2 separate regions of the Arachis hypogaea genome follow, and region 2 is linked to region 1. The links are chromatin contacts, called in public Hi-C maps. All regions are on one chromosome and are shown on one strand. The core of a region is the stretch at or near the end of the contact, and the rest is flanking DNA. Distances in the headings are between cores, read along the strand shown. Region 1 holds the start of LOC112738238 (G-type lectin S-receptor-like serine/threonine-protein kinase LECRK2). Region 2 holds the start of LOC114924106 (G-type lectin S-receptor-like serine/threonine-protein kinase LECRK4).

Region 1 (5,417 bases), core at 1,609-4,108:
CTTGAAAGAACCCTTCAATTCATCCTATGGCTATGATGCAATGCTCCAGTCAAACTCAATGATCTTGACTTCACTATCAAAATCACTACTCATATTCTCTCTGAAAATTTTACCTTCTTTTATTCATTTCTATTTTATATTAACAAAGTAAACATTAAAATGACATGTTTGTGATTATTATGCTTATAATAGATTAACAGTACAATTCATATATCACAAACTGTAGTGTCTTGAACTTCTGATCATCAATTCAAAAGCAGTGGTTTTGATAAAACATTAATTATCATGGGAATTACATTAGCTTCTTTCTTGTACCTTGTTATATATCTCAACACCACCGAGAACAATTGAAAGAATTTGAAACGCACTAAACAGAAGACAAACATATAAACTGAAAAACACAAAGACACATCAATATTATTTCCCACAGTGCAGAAGAGAATTTACATAGAAATAGAGGTTGTTGGACAAGGAGGAATAGCTACATCAGTAACCCCTTCTAACATCAACACCACACTCTTCATTGTTGGCCGGAGAGCAGGCTCATCTTGGATACACCACAGTGCTACCTTCACCATATTTTCCAAAACATTCTTATCCACTATTTCCCTAGGAACTAGCTTATGCAACTCTTTAGCAACAAAGCAGTTATAGGTCCAGCTAGAGAGAAGAATCTCCTCTGGTACAGAAACGCTAATTTCGATGTTCCTTCTGCAGCATATAACTTCCAGCAGCACAACACCATAGCTGTAAACATCTGCCTTCACTGATATTGGGGTGTTCTTGTGCCATTCTGGAGCCACATACCCTCTTGTCCCTCTAATCCCTGTGAAGGTTCTCGTTTGATCTGGCATTAAGAGTTTTGCTAGACCAAAATCAGATATTTTTGCAGTCCAAAATTCATCCATCAAGATATTTTGAGGCTTTATGTCACAGTGAATAATGGGTGCCTCACACTCTTCATGGAGATAAAGGATCCCTCTTGCAATATCCAGTGCTATTCTCACTCTCTCATGCCAATCAGGACGCTTTTCACCCCCAAAGATGAGCTTTCCAAGGGAACCATTACTCATGTATTCATAGACCAGAAGCCTCTTGGGACCCTCGGCACAAAATCCCAGCAAGCGAACAAGGTTCCTGTGATGTGTTTTTCCGATGGCTCGCACCTCTGCTTGGAACTCTCTTTCTCCTTCTTCAACTAGCTTCTCTAGTCTCTTCACTGCAATGGATCTTCTACTTTTGTATAAGCTGCCTTTGTAGACTGCTCCAAAAGAACCCTTACCCAGCTCTTGCTTGAAACCGTTTGTTGCCCGCTTCAGTTCACTATATGAAAATCTTCTCAAGGCCACTTCTTCATTTAGGCCTAAGTTCCCAGTCTCCATCTGCCTCTGAAGCCTTAGAACTCGAGTCTTGTAAATCAGGTGGCAAGAGATGGTGATCATTGAGCATAAAAGAAGAGTGAACACCGATGTGATGACAATGATAGTGACAACTGCTTTGTTGCTAGTACTCCTGATTGGGAGAGACATGAATACATCATTAGGATTCCTGCTTTTATGGGTGATATTTCCCACCTTTAAGAACATTGTGCTGGCTGTGGCTGAGAACTCTTCAACTCTCCTTGAGACATATCTGAAAGGCATCCCTTGTTTCAAGCATTTCCCGTTCTCATAAAGGGCACCCCAACAGTTGCAATCAGCCAAACAAGAATCAGAGCATTCTTGTTCGTGCTCCATATCGGCCCCGGAATAAGCGTGATCATCCCATTGAATATCTAGCATGGTGACCATGTTATAATAGGCTGCAGCTGCGCTGCCTTTCTCACCTCTACACTCTGCAATTGAGAAGTTCCTTTTGCAGCCAAGAGTGGGTTGATCTGGCTCTATAAAGTCGAAACCTTCAAGACAATAGCAGTAGGGTTTGTCGTCGTTGAATGTACAGTAGCTGTTAAAGCCGCAGTAACCCTTTACCTCACATCCGTCATCCCATGGCCACTGTGAAACTTTCTTGGACACACTACCTTTATCATGAGCATACAGCCTGAAAACCCCATCAGGGTCCAGGGTTGCACGATAAATGGTCTGGTTGCTGCCGACACTATCGCCAGATAAAGGTCCATAATGGCTCGAAATAACACTATTGCTACCATTCTTGGACACCAGCAAACCTGTTTTGTTGAGGTAAAGATAAGCTTTGCCTTTGACTATCTTATCATTATATAATGGAGTACCTTGCGGCCAGTAAGCATCCCTTGTTGTGTCAGTTGTATGTGCTGGATACAGACCAAAGTCTCCATCATCCTGTATCTTAAGGCGAAATCGTCCACTTGAATGATTGGTATCTGAAGAACTAGACAATAATTGACCTCCAGAAGGTAGAGATTGACCACCTAACATAGTATCGGTTGGGAAATCAAAACTCTGCCATATGATGCCATAAGTCTGGTTATATAGTACAAAGTTTCCAGAATCGAGCAGGGAGGCATAGGAAGCAGTTGCATTAGCAAAGAGCATCTCTTTTCCTTGTTCTGTTTGCACAACAAATTTACCTTGTGCAGTCAGCTGTAGAGTTGCATTTGAAGTAACTGGTGGATCGTCTCGGTTTGCAGTCCATACCACCGTATTGTTCTTCGCATCAACCAACCAGATTCCAACGGCATAGCCACTACCTTGCTTATAAAAGCCAAATGCAAATTGGCCAGAAGAAGAAGACCAGTGAGTAGGGTTAGTGGCAGGGTGAAGTGAGGAACCGGGTGTTATCTTTGTAACTGGAACTTGTGTTTCTGTTGTTCTTCCTACATAACATAAGGACAGGAGCAATAGGAAGATACCAACGGCACTTGCAGAAAGAGTATTCATAACTACTCAAATCAGTACTTTGGTCTTGATAACAAGAGATGCAAACTGGCTCATAACATCATTGCCTTTCATGCTTTGAGCTTTATAGGAAATGCCATACAAAGACCTTGCTTCATCTATAACCACTCAAATCAACATCAAGTGGAAAACTAGCAATAGTGCAAACAAATAAGACCAAAATTTCTTGGACCAGTTGTGGAAAGACACCTAGTGAAGAAAAGCCTAAGAAGCTTTCTAACTAGACAATGAACGTCAATCTTCATTATCACACATTTGGAGTATCTTCCACGGTCTTTAGACCTGGTAAACAAGGAACTCATACATTATTTTGTTAAAGCTCAATGAGACCATGGACTCGGTCAAAGTTTCGAGTTAGTGAATCCCCTGTTGAACCGCATGAATCAAATATGAATATAACATGTAAATTACCCATGTAATGCAGGGGAAGATTCATCGATTTAAATCCAAAGTGTGATAATATATTAATGAACATTTGTGTCTATGATAATGATTCCATATATAATAGAGTAGCGTAACCAAACGTTTTGAAGCTGTAGAAATGAAAAACTAATATTATTATTATGTGAATCTCCACTGGCATACATGTAAATACAATTTATAAACAACTGTTATTATTATATGCAATATGAAAACATAAACCTTTCTTTTTATGTACTCCCATGGATGGCACGACAAGTACAAACGCTACACACAACATGGATGACAAGAACAACATAAAAATGGACGGTGGTGTCCCTAGATTATTCAACAAAGAAGGCTGGAGAGGGAGGAACCGGAATATCTTTCAGTCCTTCCAACATTAAGATCACATCCTTCATTGTCGGACGAAGAGATGGTTTGTCTTGAACACACCACAACCCCAACTTCACCATTCTTTCAAGTATTTTCCAATCTACATCTTCGCCTTCATCATCTGCCACAAGCTTATTCAACTGCCCCGCCGCATAGCATTTATATACCCAGCTGGAAAGAACTATCTCTTCTGGTGATGCAACATTCATATCAATACTGCTTCTACGGAATGCAATCTCCAGTAACACCACCCCAAAACTATAAACATCAGCTTTAACTGACACTGATTCATCCTTCTGCCATTCAGGTGCCAAGTACCTACTTCTCTTGTCATCCATTTTCTTCATTCTTGAATAGCTGGGTTTCAACAGCCTTGCAAATCCAAAATCGGATATCTTTGCAGTCCACACTTCATCCATGAGTATATTCTGAGGCTTTATGTTGCAGTGGATAATCCGAACATCACACTCCTCATGCAGATACAAGACTCCCCTAGCCACGTCTAATGCAATCTTTAATCTCTCTTTCCAAGCCATAGTCATATGAGACTTGAAGAGAAGATCTGCAAGAGACCCATTGCTGAGATATTCAAAAACAAGAAGCTTCCTGGATCCATCAATGCAGAAACCAATGAGCTTCACCAGATTCCTATGATGAGTTCGAGCAATGGCTGTGATTTCTGCTTGGAATTCCCTCTCCCCTTCATCAACAAATTTCTCAAGTCTCCTCACAGCAACCCTTCTGTTACTGTCACCAATTGTGCCTCTATAAACCGCTCCAAAAGATCCTCTGCCTATCTCCTCTGCAAAGCCTCCAGTTGATTTCACAAGTTCATCAAAGGAAAATGAACGCAAGGAACATTCTTCTACAAATCCTAGATTTTCACTTGCAGATAATATTGCATACCTATGAACTTGATGCCTGTAAATGATGAAAATATACAATACAAAGACCAAACCAAAAAACGAAATCCAACCCAGGGTAAGGGACAGAATCATTATAAGACTTCTCTTGTCATCAACAAAGACGCAGGGCTTTGTTGGAGATAGAGCAGTTTGGTTTGAAGTAGGACTTAGGACAATTCCTGAAGGCATCTTCACGAAGGCCGTCATTGATGCATCTTTAGAGCTTCTGCCATATAGAAGTGGAAGCTTATATTTTTCGCAGATGCCGCTCTTATATAACACCGCCCTGCAATCACAGTCTTTCCGACAAGACTTCTTGCAAGTTTCCATCTCTATTGGCACAACCAAATAAGGAGAACCACCCCAGTAGATATCCTTTAAGGAAGTCATATTGTACATCATTGTTGGGTCCTCTATGCTCTCACAATTATCTTTGCTGTGGTTCTGTTCGCAGTCGAGAAACCTGGTATCGTTACCACCACTCTTGATAGGGATGAAACCGGGATAACACTGACACATGACTTTGTCGCTCTTGATGAAGCAGTAACTGTTCAAGCCACAAAGTGGGACTTGACATTTATCCCCCTCCACGGCTTTCCACAGCGTTTGCACACCTGAGCTAGTATTTCCCTCGAATTGGTGAGCATACAGTCTGAAGTCCCCATCTTCATCAAGTGTAGCACGGTAGATAAAAGTTGCATTCTTTGACTTGTCTGTGAGGTTCTTGCTACTAGCTAAACACTCCAGTTCAGAACCAGAGGAATAATCTTTTAGGCAAAGCGAACCTTCAATGCTAAGACTGAGCTGTAGATAACCATAACCTTCAAAGTATGTGTTTTTA
Region 2 (5,336 bases), core at 537-3,036, 170 kb before region 1:
TGCATTTGGCTTTTATCCTCACCGTGATGGCTACGCTCTTGGCATATGGATTCTGGACCCCGACAACACCGTGGTCTGGACCGCTAACCGCGACGGTTTGCCACTTTCCTCTTCCTCCACCTTGCAGCTAACCCCACGGGGTTTGCTTCTTCGACAAGGAACCGAAGAAGAAGCAGTAGCGGCACTCAACATCACTAGCTTTTCATTTTCAAACCTTGGAAAAGAAGCAGCTTCAGCTTCCATGCTGGATTCCGGCAACTTTGTGATCTATAATGCTTCCTGATCCGTCACCTTATAACTCGGTCTTTATTGTGCATTATGAGTTATAACTCGGCTTTAATTATCATTCATTCTATAACTGACACATTTATTACTGACTTAATGACCATTATTCTACTTAATGATTAACGGTCATATCATCAATTCTATTCATCAACTCTATGCCTATAAAAGGCACCAATCTCTATATACACTATACATTCTAGATACATTCTAGATACGTTCTAGAGACATTCTAGATATATTCTATATTCATATAATTATTATAATATACAATACATGATGATTTCTATTTCATGTCTTACATTCTATATTCATAGAATTATTCTTATACCTCTTAAACACTTACTGACTTGAGCGTCGGAGTGTCTTTTGCAGGTACCCACCCCCTTGTTCTCTCCTTGCCGACGTATAACTCATTCCGACGAGAAGCTTGAAGAAATTCATCGACGGACGAGCTATACACCGGTCAACCTCAGCAAGAACAATTGGCGCCGTCTGTGGGGACGAGTAAAATAATTCCTACTCCCCTTAGGTTTATAAAACTTGATTTACATTCAAATTTTTGAACCAATCTCAACAATCTTGTTTAAGATTTTATTTAATACTTCTTATCAAATTTTAATCTATCGTAATTCGTAACTTTTTATAAGGTTTATATTTTATACCTTCAAATTGCTTCACTTTTACGTATGATAATATTTCACATCTTATAATCGATCAATTAACCAATCCGAGAATAAACTCGGCTTTCAATCAATCCGAGAACAAACTCGATCAATTCGAGCACAAACTCACTTATCAATTTTGCTTACTTTTTCAAAGTTTCCTATTTACACAAGTAAAATTGTATATTTTATTCAACATACTTTTGCATTTATATTTTGTGTAACTAATATTTACTTATTTATTAGTTATATTCAAACCTCAATATATGTTCTATACAATAATGACATATAACAACCATGTCAATTGTATTTTTATTTCATTATGTATTATATTATTATTGCTTAATGATTTCATTTATACAATTAAATGACACTAATGATGAGTTCAAATCTTAAAATTAGATTTCATCAAAAATTAATTATATATCAATTGTATATAACTGTTACACTATTCACTTTATGCTATTAAATTTTATGTTACTATTTGTTTAATGTAGAAAATTGAACAGGCAATTTACTATTATTGCACGAAGAATATCCCTCGTCATATTGTAACTGCTAGAAAATTATACTAAATGTATAATTCAATAACTGTTATCTTATTGCTTTATTATCAAATTAAAGCATGTCCTACAAAACAAAATTCAGATATTCACATTTGGCATGTATGACATTCATATATGTCGTCTTCTTCTCTACAATTATCAACTTTCAAGGTATATATATATTTTTTTTTTTTACTTTGAACTATTTTATTTTTACAATATATATTATTCAATATATGTTTTATACCTATTCATTTTCTCAATTTATCTTATTCATGTCAGATCTTCATTGTAAATTGTAAATATTCAATAACTAATTGCTTTGAGAGAGAAATTTATCAATAAGTTGTTGTGGGTCGGAAAAATTCCCAAGACAATTAACCATTATATCCTCGGATCATACAATCGATTCCGCCAATGGATATCTATCTCTAAAATTGTTCTTAAGTGGAAAAGTATCCCCCACACAACTATCTTGATTGAATGACTCTTATCATTCAATTATTTTTTGAATACGTGCCGACATAATAACCCGACTAAGCTTGGGGGCTCACCATATCATTATTCACTTATCTTTTAACCGAGTTATAAATCATTTTATTTTCTAAGCTTAGCCTGGATCATATGATCGGCAGACAAAGCTTGGGGGCTATGATCCGTCACCTTATAACTCGGTCTTTATTGTGTATTATGAGTTATAACTCGGCCTTAATTATCATTCATTCTATAACTGACACATTCATTACTGACTTAATGACCATTATTCTACTTAATGATTAACGGTCATATCATCAATTCTATTCATCAACTCTATACCTATAAAAGGCACCAATCTCTATATACACTATACATTCTAGATACGTTCTAGAGACATTCTAGATATATTCTATATTCATATAATTATTATAATATACAACACATGATGATTTCTATTTTATGTCTTACATTCTATATTCATAGAATTATTCTTATACATCTTAAACACTTACTGACTTGAGCGTCGGAGTGTCTTTTGCAGGTACCCACCCCCTTGTTCTCTCCTTGCCGACGTATAACTCATTCCGACGAGAAGCTTGAAAAAATTCATCAATGAACGAGCTATACACCGGTCAACCTCAACAAGAACACTTCCCATAGTGTTGTGTGGCAAAGCTTTGATCACCCAACTGACACCATTTTAGGAGGGCAAAGGTTGATCAATGGAAACAAATTGGTCTTTGGTGTCTCCAAAACAGACCATTCATCAATTGGGCTTTTCTATCTCGTCATGCAGAAAGATAACAACCTTGTCTCTTACCCTATCAAAAGCCTCTCTTACCCTTCTGATGCTTACTATGCCACCGGCACCAACAACAACGCTCCTATCACCACCTATCATCTTTGCCTCGACCAAACAACAAGCTATCTACTTATCAGGAATGACACTGATTTGAGGATCATTTTTGAGCTTCCTTTTGATACTTCTACTAATTATTTAGCTGCCGGGAACAAGAACAAGAACAAGAACAACACCACAATTATTTATCGTGCAACTCTGGATTTTGATGGAGTTTTCCGACTCTATGCTCATGACATAATTACCAAAGACAGCAGCATAGTAAGCACTTGGCCTGATACTGTTTGTTCAGTGAAGGGCTATTGCGGCTTCAACAGCTACTGTGCACTGGCCGATGAGAATCCATTTTGCTATTGTCTTCTGGGATTTGATTATCTAGATCCGAACCAAAATACTCTTGGATGAAGAAGGAACTTCTCAGAAGACAAGTGTAGTGAGGACGCGTTTTACAGAATGGTCCCTTTGGATAAATTGGCCTGGGCACGTGGTGACCGCTCTTATTTTCAGGCACAAATGTCAGAGGAGGAAGATTGCTCTTCTTCTTGTTTGAAAGATTGCAATTGTTGGGCTGCTTCTTATGATCAGAATAGCATGATTTGTACAAAGCAGCAACCCCCTCTCAGATATGCAAAAAGGATACAGGGAAACGAAGAAGTACCCTCCTTGAAATTCTTCAAGGTAAGAAACTTGAACTTGAATAATGTTAGCAGTGAGCCTGTCCCTGAGATTCTTGGAACAATCAATTCATCAAGACTACTAGTAACAAAGCAATTCTACGTATTATTCTTGTTACCTCCATTTTCACTCTGATTTTCTGCTCCACTATTGGGATATCTTGTCATTTGATGTCGAAGATTCGAGTTCTCAAGTACAAAAGGCTCTTGGAGATTGGGGACTTGGGGCTGAATGAGGAAGTGGCTTTGAGGAGATTTTCATACACTGAGCTCAAGAGAGCAACCAACGGTTTCAAACAAGAGTTGGGAAAGGGCTCTTTTGGAGCAGTTTACAAAGGGGTTTTATACAAGGCGGGAAGATGTAGGAGATTCATTGCGGTGAAGAGACTTGAGAAGTTGGTTGAAGATGGAGAAAGAGAGTTCCAAGCAGAGGTGAGAGCCATTGGAAAAACACACCACAGGAACCTTGTTCGCTTGCTTGGCTTCTGTGCCGAGGGTCCCAAAAGGCTTCTGGTCTATGAATACATGAGTAATGGTTCCCTTGGGAAGCTTCTCTTTGGCGATGAAAGGCTTCCAGATTGGGATGAAAGAGTCAGAATAGCTCTGGATATTGCAAGAGGGATCCTCTATCTGCATGAAGAATGTGAGGCACCCATCATTCACTGCGACATAAAGCCTCAAAATATCTTGATGGATGAGTTCTGGACTGCCAAAATATCCGATTTCGGGCTAGCAAAGCTTCTCATGCCGGATCAAACAAGAACTTTCACAGGGGTTAGAGGGACAAGAGGATACTTGGCCCCTGAATGGAACAAGAACACACCAATAACAGTGAAGGCTGATATCTACAGCTATGGGATAGTGCTTCTTGAGACAGTGTGTTGCAGGAGAAACCTTGATGTTAATGTGTCAGAGCCAAATGAGATTCTTCTGTCTGGTTGGGCCTATAAGTGCTTTGTTGCTGGAGAGGTGCACAAGCTAGTTCATTGGGAAGAAGTGGATAAGAATGTTGTGGAAAATATGGTGAAGGTGGCACTGTGGTGTATCCAAGATGAACCTGTTCTCCGGCCTTCAATGAAGAGTGTGGTGCTCATGCTTGAAGGGGTTACTGATGTGCCAGTTCCTCCTTGCCCAACTTCTAATTCCATGTGACAAAAAAATGTTATTGTTGCTGTCTTCCCTGAGTTGATTTCATATATATATTTTTGTGCATTGTTTCTGTATTAATTTACTTTCAAGTTCTTATTGTAAATTATCTTCCACATACATGCATGAATCAATGCTATTCGTGCTTTTGTAAATAAAATCAAACTTGTTAAACGGTGTCCAACCTTCATATCAGGTTTCAGAAAATTTTGTTTATCTAGACATTTTTCATTCTGCCTCTAATTTAGCTCGTTAACTTTCTACACTACGTTATGGAAATATGTTATTGACTTTTAGAAACTACTCCTGGTAGCGTTTTGGTTTGGGAGGATTTTTCTTTTATTATTTTTTATGCGCAGAGTTAAATTGAATGAAAAACAAAAGATGATCACTAAATTTACAGAGAATACATGACAATCTTTACTGTTCACTATTCTCAGTATTCTGTACTAGAAAAATTCTTTGATAAAATTGAATTTAGAACATTTATTAACCAACTCAATTTAACTCAACTCAATTTAATCAACTAAGGGGAGGCAGCAACATTAACATTTTTTGTCACATGGAATTAGAAGTTGGGCAAGGAGGCATTGGCACATGAGTAACCCCTTCAAGCATGAGCACAACACTCTTCATTGAAGGCCGGAGAACAGGTTCATCTTGGATACACCACAGTGCCACCTTCACC

Evidence for each region. A called contact is a pair of places that touch in the nucleus more often than the background predicts.
Region 2: a contact with region 1 is called in a Hi-C map of leaf, with 2.7 times the contacts expected there. The contact joins the promoter of LOC114924106 here to the promoter of LOC112738238 in region 1. A contact is called at or near these places in 2 of 8 Hi-C or Micro-C datasets (leaf and an unstated tissue).

The regions. Positions count from the first base shown.
Region 1 is chr13:43,815,156-43,820,572 of arahy.Tifrunner.gnm2.J5K5, reverse strand. LOC112738238 (G-type lectin S-receptor-like serine/threonine-protein kinase LECRK2) reads right to left here and starts at 2,858. Exons shown (of 1, transcript XM_025788588.3): 1 at 388-2,858. The coding sequence starts at 2,858. The coding sequence ends at 444. LOC112738236 (G-type lectin S-receptor-like serine/threonine-protein kinase LECRK2) reads right to left here. Exons shown (of 1, transcript XM_025788587.3): 1 at 3,419-5,417. The coding sequence ends at 3,620.
Region 2 is chr13:43,980,576-43,985,911 of arahy.Tifrunner.gnm2.J5K5, reverse strand. LOC114924106 (G-type lectin S-receptor-like serine/threonine-protein kinase LECRK4) reads left to right here and starts at 1,786. Exons shown (of 1, transcript XM_029291591.2): 1 at 1,786-4,822. The coding sequence starts at 3,674. The coding sequence ends at 4,654. It also overlaps the pseudogene LOC112733880.